2 separate regions of the Mus musculus genome follow, and region 1 is linked to region 2. The links are chromatin contacts, called in public HiChIP or PLAC-seq maps. All regions are on one chromosome and are shown on one strand. Each heading gives the region's core, a stretch centred on a gene start, on an enhancer-like site or on the middle of the called end of the contact. The rest is flanking DNA. Distances are from core to core; before and after follow the strand shown. Region 1 overlaps Rbfox3 (RNA binding protein, fox-1 homolog (C. elegans) 3). Region 2 overlaps Rbfox3 (RNA binding protein, fox-1 homolog (C. elegans) 3).

Region 1 (5,526 bases), core at 49-2,548, 190 kb after region 2:
GATGGGGGGGGCGGTGTGTGTGTGTGTGTGTGTGTGTGTGTGTGTGGCCTGTGACTCTTCTATCAGTTCCCCCCTTCATCTCTCAGACTGGCCCTGGTTGGTTTTCGTGGACGTCAGTCTTCAAATCTCCAGCCTTGATCTTTTACACTGCCTCCAGCCTAACATCCACATTCCCCAGCAGAGCCACTGGGTGGCGCCACAGCGCCCTCCTCTCACCCTCACCTCCTGACCCTGGGTAACAAGCTGTCTGGAAGAAATGCTGGAGGGGAAGAAAGGAAGCAATTTAGACCCAGCACACATGGACTAGGGCTCCGGCTCCTGTGACTGAGGGGGACCTGGAGGTGATTTAACTTTCTTGGGCCTCGGTTTCCTCTTGTTAATTATGATGTCATATATAGCCCCCTTGTATCATGTTAAGGTTCAAGTTTATAACCAGACTGCCAATAAGATAGCCATGCATGGTGCTGCTTTTAATCTGACTCTAACTGACCACACCGTGTGAGCTGACATAGGAATAGACACAAGGCTATACGCATGCCAATATACCGTGCTTGCATGTGAGTTGGAGTTGAGGAACATGGAGACACGTGACGATCATTATGCAAGTATTTGAGGTGCCACACCGTGCTGTGCATCTCAGATTCACGACCTGTAATAGAAGCCTGGCCTGACCAGCTCTGGGCTTTGGATTCCTGGATCCCAAGCTCTTTTGCAGCAGTTTGCAGAGGATGTCTGCTGCCCCCTGGTGGAAGATTCTTTGCATAGCAGTGCTCCCATCAAGGCCGCTGAGGAGCAGGCTTCCCGCTTGCTGCCTCTGATTTTCACCTCAGTCTGCAACAGCAGTTGTTGTGAGTCGTGGCAATCCTTGTCAGGACAGGATGAGAGTTTGGCCGAGATAAATGGGACATGGACACTCCATCACGTCATTTCTCCCACCCCCTTAAGAGCAGCTGTTGGCCAGTCAGTGCTCAGTGGGCAGCGGCTGTCAAAGCTCTGCTTATGGCTTAGCAGCTGAAGAGGTTGCTATTCCCACTCTGCACCCTGATCTTGACCCTGGGCGCGGCATTTAACCCTCAGACCATCACAGGGCTGCGACCACATTGAAGCAATCGCTGTTCTTATTCTTAAACTGAGCCCAGGACCCCACTCCCTGCGGGTACCTGGACCCATGAACCAGCTGGTGTTTTGTGGCTAGCAGCCAGGCTAATCTTCCCATCACTTCTGCTGGGATACAGTCGGACTAACCTTCCCATCCATTTCAGGGCAGGGACTGCCATGTGACTTGCTTTGGCCAATGACGTGGCAGTGGGCGTGTTCTACTTCTAAGGGAAGTTTGCAGAACCAGAAAGCGGGGTGAACACTTTCCTCTGCCTACCAGCTGCCAGGCGTTTGCTTTATGAGCTTGGGCACTGGAGTGTGGTCACAGCGGGCCAGATTGAGGCCAGCAATCCACAGTGCCATGAGCCAGATATGAGCTAAGCTTATGGAACTTATTTGGAGTTGTTAGTGAGCACATCAGGGGACCTGCTGACGGATCCTTTACCCAGCTTCTCCGAGTAAAACCCAGTTCCTTCTCACAAACATAAACTTATTATATAATGTGCACCGCATCTGATGTGAGCAGCAGAAAAAATTAACAAGTCCAAGGTACTTTCCTGTGAACACTTGGAATCTCTAATGAGACGGATTTGGGGTTCGTAGTTACATGGTAACAGTAAAGGAGACTGGGGTCACTCCTCCTGCAATGCCCCCACTCCTACTTCTGTTCAACTTGTTTCTTAGAAGACCAAAGATGAGTCATGTCAAGAAGGGAACTGAGCCAGCAGTGCAGTTGCACGGTACACAACGCCACCTGGTGGTATTAACTGGCACAGACTGGTGCCCAGACAGCTGGCAGGGTCAGAATTGCCTGCACATAGATTATATGCAGACAGATCCTTCTGCTGGCGGCATGAACACCCGAGAAGAGGACAGAAGGCACTGGGTGGAGAGTCAGCAGGTGGGAAGAGGTCAGCATCACTTAGAGCTGTGGGAGCAGCCTACAAAGCCAGCCTTGTTGTCACTGAGACAGGAGGTTGGTGCAGAAGGTATCCTAGAACCAAGCCCGATTCCATCACTGGGACAGTGGGTCCCCAAGGCACAAGTGGCAGACACTATCAGGAAATCAGATCTCTACTCCTCTTCCTCTAGGTGCTAGGCTGAGGAGGAGGAAGCTCTGCCTGTTTCTGTGTACACTCCAGGCCTGAGAGGTGGTATACAGACCTCCCAGTGGAAAGAGTAAATAAAGGAGATGCACAGGACACATGTCTGCAGTACAAGGTAGCCTGCTCCAAGAGGCCTGGTCAGAGCTTTGCCACCTTGCCACGGTCATTCTCCAAGTCACTCAGCATCCATCCAAATGAAACAATCGCCCACGTGGGCTTTCCCTCTCATCTCTGCCACTTCTCCAAAGTGAGCCACACCCCCACTGCTGGGCTGTTAAGAGCACCGTATCACCACCCGCTAAGGCAGTGCAAAGTCAATGAAGACAAATCAGAGAAAAGCAGTGCAAGGACCTGGGAGCTTGACTTGTGTTCAGATGAGAGAGCCCGGGAAGAGCCATGGACCACACAACACTACAAGCAAGTTTGAGGAAGGAGGTGAGATCTTAGCAGATGCTACACAGAGAAGACAAAGCTCAGGAGCTGAGAAGAACTTTCTAGAACACCCTCAAGAATCAACATGAGAAGTGTCATGGCCACAGACATTCACTGGGCTGACTGACAGACCAGGCTGTCACAGCAGACCCACGTCTGAGCCTCACACAGGCTCTGCTGATCCCAACCTCAAGGGTTATCACCAGACGTCCCACGGTCTGAATTCACCTCAAAGGTGACAACCTCTGATCCTGCTCAATGGGTGCATTCCAACATGCCGACCCCTGCAAGCACAATGACATAGCAATGGCAAGTCCCTTGGAAAGTTCCAGAACCACGATCCAGCTAGTGATGGACAGAAACCGGCTCTGAGAAGCCCTGAGAGAAGCTGAGTCCTGAGTGAACACTGCCAGGCGTCCCCTCCCAGAGAGACATTGCTTGGATCTTATTCTTCTTGGAGTGGCTGGATCTGGCTCTGGGGTCCACACATCTGGCGATGCTGAGCCAAGTGGGGGCAGCAGAGAGCTACTTAGAGCATAGCTGGGGGGGAGGGGAGAGCAGGGAACTAGAGGTATCCTGGTTAGGTTTTTGTCAACTTGACACAAGCTAAAGTTGTCTAAGAGGACATCAGCTAAGAAAATGCCTTATCTCGGGAGGCAGAGGCAGGCGGATTTCTGAGTTCAAGGCCAGCCTGGTCTACAGAGTGAGTTCCAGGACAGCCAGGGCTATACAGAGAAACCTTGTCTTGAAAAACCAGAGAGAGAGAGAGAGAGAGAGAGAGAGAGAGAGAGAGAGAGAGAATGCCTTATCAGACTAGCCTTTGGGGAATTTCCTTCATTGATGATTGGCAGGGAGGGCCCCGCCCACAGTGGGTGGGCTACCTTTGGGCAGGTGGTCCTAGGGTGTATGAAAGTACAGGCTGCACAAGGCAGTAAGCTGCAGCCCTCCACTGGCTCCTGCGTTGGCCCCTGCCTTAAGCTCCTGCCCTGACTTGTCTTCACAATTCTGTAAGAAGTAAGCTGAAATAAACCCTCTTTTCCCTACTTGCTTTTGGTCGTAGTGTTTATCACTGCAACAGAGAACACCTGGGACCATCTGACGGTAAAGATGGGGAAGAGAAAGGAGGAGAGGAAGGGAGAGGAGGGGAGGGGAGGGGAGGAGGAAAGAGGGAAGAAAAGGAAAGGGGAGAAGAGAGGAAGGGAGGGGAGGAGAGGGGAACAGAGGGGAGGGGAGGAGGGAGGGGGAGACAGGAGGAGAGGAGAGGAGGGGAGGGGAGGGGAGGGGAGGGGAGGGGAGAGAAAAGGAGAGGAGGGGAGGGGAGGGGAGGGGAGGAGAGAGGAGGGGAGGGGAGGGGAGGGGAGGAGAGAAGATGCTGCCTCTCTTTCCTGGCTCCCCTGGCACCAGTAGGGTACTGATGTATGCGGAACCAGATGGCTAAAGGAGCTGGGTTCTGCAGGGGGAAGGTATTCCCGAGCCTGTGCACTCTGCTTCCCCAGGATGGGATTCGGTGGTGGGTGAAGCTAGGGGGATCTAGAGATCTGGGATACAGAGAGACCTAGGAAAGCACGGGGCCTCCCCCAGGAAGGTGGTGAGGCTCTGGCTTGAGAAGATGTCTTGATCCCTAGCAGTCAGAGTACCAGGCACAACCTTCCCCAAGACTGTTGCTTTCCCATTCCACAAAGGGAGACATGGAGGCGCATGTCCAATGCCAAAGTAGAAGCAAATTAACATGCAATGCCACAACACAAGACACACAGGAGAACTCGGACAAAATCCCTGAGTTCTTGAAAGAGAGGCTGGGGCATGCTCAAGTTTGAAATCACAGGCCAGAGCCCTCCAAAGAGAAGCTACACACATCAAGCAGCCCCCGAGCCTTCTTTTAGGATGACAGTGGGTGACAGGAGGTAACTTCTGAAGTGGCAGAGCGAGCAAAAAGGTAAGCACTAGGGAACTTTGGCTAGAGGGCTTTGCAGGATCCCACTCACACCCAACATTTTGGTACTTAGCCCTCGCTCATTGGCTGCTTGTGGGTGCCACCAAGTGGTGAGAGATGGGTAATACAGTCTTCAAAGAGGCCAACTCCAACCCCAAGAGGGACAGCAGAGTCAGCCTAAAAGAAAGACTCCTTCACACACCATGGGCTCAAAACCAATCAATCAATCAGTCAATCAGTCAGTCAGTCAATCAATCAATCAATCAATCAACTGACCAGTCATCCATCCAGTGAATCAATAATAAGACCTTGAGGGGATCCTCAAATGCAAACACCTGATTGTACAGGTTACAGGGTGTGTCCCAGCTGAGGCACCGTGGTGTTTGGGTGCACATGGGAAGGGATAGAGTGGGAGGTGAGACCTCAGTTCCCTTGTTTCCTTTGAAGGGTGGAGGACCCCAAAAAACTATTCCAGCTCCCCCATCACAATACCATGCTGAGCTTGGCTCAAGACAGCTCTGTGCATCCCTCCAAGAGCCCCCACAGGATCCTAGAGCAGCCCCATCACACCCCAACAGCTGACAAATGGCAGACAGCATTACAGATGAACAGTCAGGCCTGGGTGCTATGGCTTGACACACAGCTACAGCCACAGCCACAGCCATAGCCACAGCCACAGCCACAGCCACAGCCACAGCCACAGCCATAGCCACAGCCACAGCCCACTGACCTCCCCATTGCTGACCTCTCCCACTCCACTCTGGAACACAGGGCAGACTGTGGGGGGAGGGGACCTAAAGGTGCCTGGATGAGGGGCACACAGCCCAAAGGGCAAACTGCCTATAATGGGTTCTAATGTACTCCTCTGATGACCAGACCTTATCTAGAAAGCCTTCACAGATGTGTGGTCATTCCCTTATCCATGGGGACATGACCCACGGTGTTCATCAGATGGGG
Region 2 (5,617 bases), core at 798-3,297:
AGGTCACATGGACATCTCTGTTGGAGGTGGGAGTCTGGTAGGATTTAGGGGTCTGGAATGCAGATGGCTTTGCTAGACAGCCTGACAGACAGCAGAGAGCACAGGACTGGGGGAGCCAAGCTGGGGTGCCTGAACTTTTGCTGATCAAGAGGCAGAGGCAGGTGGGATGCAGCATCACCAGGTTGGCCCCCCCTCCTGACACCCCAGAATGAATGGAAAGACGGACATGGTGGTCAAGAGTGACAGAGGAGAGATGGGGTGGGCTGCACTGGGGCTGGTCTGCTCGCTGTCAGCTCCTCAGCTCTGCTCATGGGTGTACAGTCCTGACATTGCTACGTGATCCTAAGAGATTGCCCAGGCACTCATGTGGAAGAAGAGGACAGACGGACAAGGAAAGGGTTGGATGAGACCTTCGCTGCCTCCACGTGCTTGAAGCTTGGCTGGGGTTAGAGAGACACAGATATGGAGACTGGAGCTGTACCCATGTCACCAGGCATCACTTAGGCGCACACTCATGCCCATGCATGTAGTGTTTGGATTGCGTTCCCATTCACCCCACACATGAGCTGTCCGTCATCTCCATGAGCTCATGGCTACACACTCCAAGCCACCACACCCCCTCACACCCAAAGAAGAGCTGACATGATGCCCAAGGGCATGATGGAGACGGGAGCTTCTCCCTGCGGCTGGGGAATGGAGAAGGCATCCTCATTCCCCATCCCCCCAGCTGGTGCTTGAGTGATGGTGTCTCTGCTTAAAGCCTCGGGAATTCTCACCAGACCCACAGCCGGGAAGCAGCTGTGGTTTTCTGGGTGGTTCTCATGGTACTCAGGGATAAAGGGCAGTGTGTAGAGGCTACAGCTGTCCTACCTGCTTTGGGTCCACCTCCTGCGCTGTCTCTGAGACCAGGTCAGGGCAACCAAGGACCCCGCACCTATCCAGCCCACCTGTAACTTCTCCAGCAGACCTTTAGGTCAGAAATCTCTCTGAGGAAGAAGATTCCAGAGCAATTGGGAGGGCTCACCCCCCATTCTTTTTATAGTATCTTGTGGGTGGGGCATACTAGACCAGTAATCTGTCTCTCTTGGAATCTACAGGTTTGAGGCATGAGGCCCTCTGCAGTGAGCTGAGGCTGGGGTGGGTCAGAGAACACAATCTAGCTATAATGAGGTCACCCTAGCTAGGCATTCCCAGAATGCTTAGGAGCTACCCAAGGAATGAGGAGGAAAGTGACCAACAAAAGTCAGACCACAGAGGCAAGAAGCCCAGGTGTTCCCAGAGACCACAGAACAGGTTGAGAGAAAAGAATAACAGAGAGGAAACCTGTACCTGACTGCCAACACTCTGTCTGGGGAGCCACAAGCCTGGAGAGACCTCATGGCTTCAGGATGACACATGTCCCATCAGACACTCCTGGGCATCAGCACTTGATGTGACCTCATATGGTGTATCCCCCTATAACGCAGCACCATCAAGGGGCCTGGAGGCCCCTTTCCTGCAGCTGATAGCTAAAGTCTTCCTTGCTCTCCCCATTGGCAGCCCTCTCTAAGCCACACCATACTCTGGACAAGGGTTGCCTGCGACACCAAACCCTGCAGCTGTGGAAGATCCCTGTGGGGCCACAGAAGGATCCTCCTGGAAGTGGCTAAGAAGGAATCCTTAGAAATCCATAGATCAGAACACTTTATGCCCTCCTACCCCATCCCTGCTGGGACCCAGGAACCATGAAGGGGGCAGACCTGTGGCTAAAGCTCTCCCTGTGACCTCTCCTCCCACTAAAGGGGCCGCTTAGCCCAAGCTTACCTTGCCGAGCCAGACATAATGGGGCATTAGAAGGGAATTGAATTTCCCCTTAATTACAATGGCCCACAGATATTGTTTAATTCGTAATCTGGAGTTAATGTGGTTTTCCTCTCGTGCAATCACAGGCTGCCTGCGCACACTGGGTCCCTTCCACACAGATGGGCACCCCATCCTGCATGACGCTGACCTCCACGTGTCTGCCTCTGCTGGGGACGTACTGGGCTCCAGCCAGCCAGCCTCTGGCCAAGCCCACCTCACGACGACTCACACGTGTCACATGTACACATGTGTGAACCAGCCTAATAGGCAGGCAGGAGCATAATTTTTCCTCTAATTACATATTCAGCACTTCTGAGAAAATGAGATTTTAGTAATTCAATTGGACTGAGAAGCGGGCTATAATAAAATGAAATTTGTAACAATCGTGCAGTTAAATTAGTTAAATGGAGAGGAAGGAGCTGTAGAAAATTGACCCTGCGATCTCCTAAGGACTAATCAGACATTTGAACCGAGTTGTGCTAACAAAGCCCTCGGGTGTTGCTGGGTGGTGAGGGTGGGGGAGGGGAGAGTAGGGCTAGGGGTGGGGCTGTGGATAGCAGGTGGAGGAGGAGGGGACAGGCTGGCTGGGGCCTGGCAGGAAAGCGGAACCCAGGCCTGTTGGGGAAATGCAGGTGGCTGGGTGGAAAAAGCCAACCGCCTACTTTTCTCTCCAGTGGAGTTATTCTCCACAGAATCCCTGGGGTGCCACCTTGAGAGGGACGTCACCTTGAGAGCTCCCTGATGCTGCCAAAGTTGCAGGTTTCTCAGACACAGAGGCTTTGGCGGAAGAAGAGTGAGGTAGATCTTTCCCAGCATGCTCAGGGTGTCTCCTTTTCTCCTCTCACCTGGAGCACCTCGGTCTGCACGGTGCACTGCTAACCTTGTAATCCCACCAGGAGACCCTGTCTTGCCCTGTCCTGGCACGGTGAACCATGGAGGCTGGAGGACTCTGACTGGCGTCAGGGTGGGATGGTGGGGAGTTGGAGGGTGAACATAGGAAGTGTGAATGTCTAACTAACCTGGGGGAACTGTGAGTCGGGGACATGAGGCTGGAGGGATATGCTCCTCGGCTAAGTGGGTCCTAGGCTGAGAGATGGAGCTGTTAGGCTCCTTTCTAAGCTCTGTTTTGTCATGCAGAAATGCCACCATTTTGATTTGAATCCTAGAGTGCAGCTTTGAGCAGACAGGAGGTCATCAAGACCCAGCTATTCAATCCCCATGTAGGGCAGGGATCCACACTACCTGGGTGGGGAGAACTCTAAGAAAGGCCCCCTGGCCAGGCCCCTGCCTGCCAGCTCCTCACCCATTACTGAGTGCTTGCCTCAGATGCAGAACAGGACTCTTGCTGAACTCCTGGCTGCCTGTGCCCTGGGCATCTCTGGGCCAGATGGTGTCCAGACAAGGCCAGTGGGATCCACTCCTCCTGGGTCTTCCCCTGCCTTTTTGCTGAGCCGCTCAAAAGTAAACAGCTTGCTCCGAGGCGAGCAAGCTGGGGCCCCCTGTCCTGAGGCCTAAGCATACGGTACATTCTGGAAAGTCAGCAGAAGCGGCTTCCTGCTCTCCTCAGCTGGTGGGGCTGCCTCCGCTCGGCTCGGCAGCGTCAACGGAGACAGCGGGCAAATCAATACAGAACCTGCAGGTAGGCCTTGGCACCAGGACTCATTCTGTGTCGAGGTTCTGGAAAGTGTGAGATGGGGGGGGGGGGGGGAGTCTGAAGCCGGGGATGGAGAGAGGGACAGAACAGGCCAGGAAGGTTCTGGAAGCTCTAAGAGCCCGAGGCAAACGAGGGCAGTGAGAAGGGACCCAGCTGAATCTTGGGAGACTTCAGTCTGGCTTTCAAACACCCCCAGACAGTTGTCAAGGATCATGGCTAAAGCTGTAGGGCCCACACACCAGGTTTTTTGAGGCTCCTGCACTTGGCAGCATCCATCTCTGCTGTCTTAGTAGGAGCTCCTGCAGAATGGGGAGGGGGGGAGCTTGGGTGCCGGTGGGAAGAGCTAACTTGATCAACAAAAACAGTACTACAGGTTCTCTGTGGGAAGTCACTAGGGGCAAGGCAGATGTGTGTGTGTGTGTGTGTGTGTGTGTGTGTGTGTGTGTGTGTGTGTGTGTGTGTGTGTGTGACACAAGGGATACAGGGGAAGGCAAGGAACAGCAGTTAACCCTTGGCAGACAGAGGCTCTAGGAGGCCCCCTCTGAGCCTTACCCAGAAGACTCCCAGCTGTTTTCTGGTGTTCTTAGATGATTATTGGGGAGAGCCTCAAAGGCACAGGGAACAGAGACTGAGGAAGGGAAATAAGGAGGTTCACCCAGAACTTCTCTAAGTGCCAGAATCACCCAAGGGACCCAGCATCACACACACATATCTCTACCCTTAGTGCCAGGAACAAAACGAACCCAGGAACAGAGCCTGCAGAATGAAGACAGGACCACACCCTCATTCCAGGAAAGAGGCGCCCAGAGCCAGCCAGCAGAAATGGAGCAGATCAGAGGAGCCAGCAAGGAGGAGTCTGGTCCGCACTCTCTCCCACCAGTTTCTACCGCCCGGGCTAGAGCGAGCCATTTAGTCCTGTTTCATTTTCCAAAAGGGGAGTAGAGAGAAAGCAATGGAAAAAGAGGGAGAGAGGAGGAAAACTCCAAGTTTCTCATTTAAAAGTTAATTAGTCTAATTAGGTCTAATTAAGAGCTTCCCCCCCCCCCCAAACTCAAGAATGAATCGTCTGTCTCCTGAATCCTTCAGTTCTCACTTTAGATTGAACTCCAGGAAAGGGTGGAAAGGTGGGTGGGTGATGGGGTGTCCTCCCTCTCGGGGAGCTGGCAGGGGCCCCATTGAAGCAGGCTCCAGAGTCTTCCAAGCCCCTTTCCAGGAGGCGTAAGGAAGCCCTTCTGCATCCATTTTCACACTATCTCCATTTTCTGCCTTCCTGCATGATGCCCGCTTCCCCCCCCCCCCCCAGGGGTTCAGGCTTCCAGAGTGGGATCCTGCCTCCTCGGGTTCTGGGCTGCTGAAGAATCCTGCTCAAGTGACAGGAGGCTTGTGTACAGGATCCGTCCTGTTCCCCAGGTCGCGCAGGCTTCCAGAGTTAGGTTGCGGCAGGTTATTGGGGCGAAGTTCCAGGTTGGAGTTCCAGTTCCCACCTGGAACGTCTCTAGGGAGGCTGTCTGCATTGGCTGGCAGCTTCTATGGGAGTGCGTGCGTGTGTGTGTGTGTGTGTGTGTGTGTGTGTGTGTGTGTGTGTGTTTCCCCTTTAAGTATCCCTCCCTTAGGCAGAACAAGAGGAATGGGCTTTGTTGAGGCAGCTCACTTTATCAGCCAACCCACTGCTATAAGTTGGGGTGAGGCCAGGAGAGGCCCTCACAAGGCACCCTGTGTAATCAATTACAATAGAGGCCGATACTTCAAGGGCTACTGGTCCAAGAGAGGAGGGTTTTTGCCTGCTGCAGGGCTGGTAATGAGGCGGTGGGGGGGGGGTCAGACCTGCTGAGGACCTCCATGTGTTAGGCTCTCTGTTGGTTTCTTCTCTCTCACTGGCAGAGGGCTGTGGCACAGACCCTAGGTTTTCAGACAGGGAAACTGAAGCTCCAGGAAGAGGGAATGAAATGAACCCAGGTGTGTCAGATGCATGCCAACTGAAGCTTTGCTCTCTCTTGGGCTTCTAGTTTCTCACAGGGCATGGGCATGTAAATCTTGGCCCCAGGCAGGACGCAAAAAACTCAGCTGTAAGCAGATGTTGGGGAAAGGGCCTCTCTTCTGAATTCTTGGGGTTCCTGCCCC

The links. HiChIP or PLAC-seq counts read pairs in DNA pulled down with a chosen protein or histone mark.
Region 1: a contact with region 2 is called in an H3K27ac HiChIP or PLAC-seq map of VIP interneurons, with 5 times the contacts expected there. The contact joins two enhancer-like sites. A contact is called at or near these places in 2 of 15 datasets of contacts at CTCF or cohesin (the NIH/3T3 cell line and pro-B cells), 7 of 484 Hi-C or Micro-C datasets (the P5424 cell line, bone marrow-derived macrophages, cerebellum and 4 more), 12 of 115 datasets of contacts at active chromatin or transcription factors (VIP interneurons, embryonic basal ganglia, embryonic forebrain and 6 more) and 2 of 9 other capture datasets (embryonic stem cells and liver).

What each region holds. Positions count from the first base shown.
Region 1 is chr11:118,738,328-118,743,853 of GRCm38.p6, forward strand. The region is part of intron 2 of Rbfox3 (RNA binding protein, fox-1 homolog (C. elegans) 3); the gene reads right to left. Among named protein-coding and RNA genes, the nearest start is that of Gm11750, 44 kb to the right of the region's middle. Within about 2 kb of position 1,299, at least 43 of the 459 cell types and tissues checked have an H3K27ac peak or open chromatin away from gene starts, as enhancers often do. A contact at or near this core is called in VIP interneurons, where this site is marked.
Region 2 is chr11:118,548,939-118,554,555 of GRCm38.p6, forward strand. The region is part of intron 4 of Rbfox3 (RNA binding protein, fox-1 homolog (C. elegans) 3); the gene reads right to left. Among named protein-coding and RNA genes, the nearest start is that of Engase, 75 kb to the left of the region's middle. Within about 2 kb of position 2,048, at least 15 of the 459 cell types and tissues checked have an H3K27ac peak or open chromatin away from gene starts, as enhancers often do. A contact at or near this core is called in VIP interneurons, where this site is marked.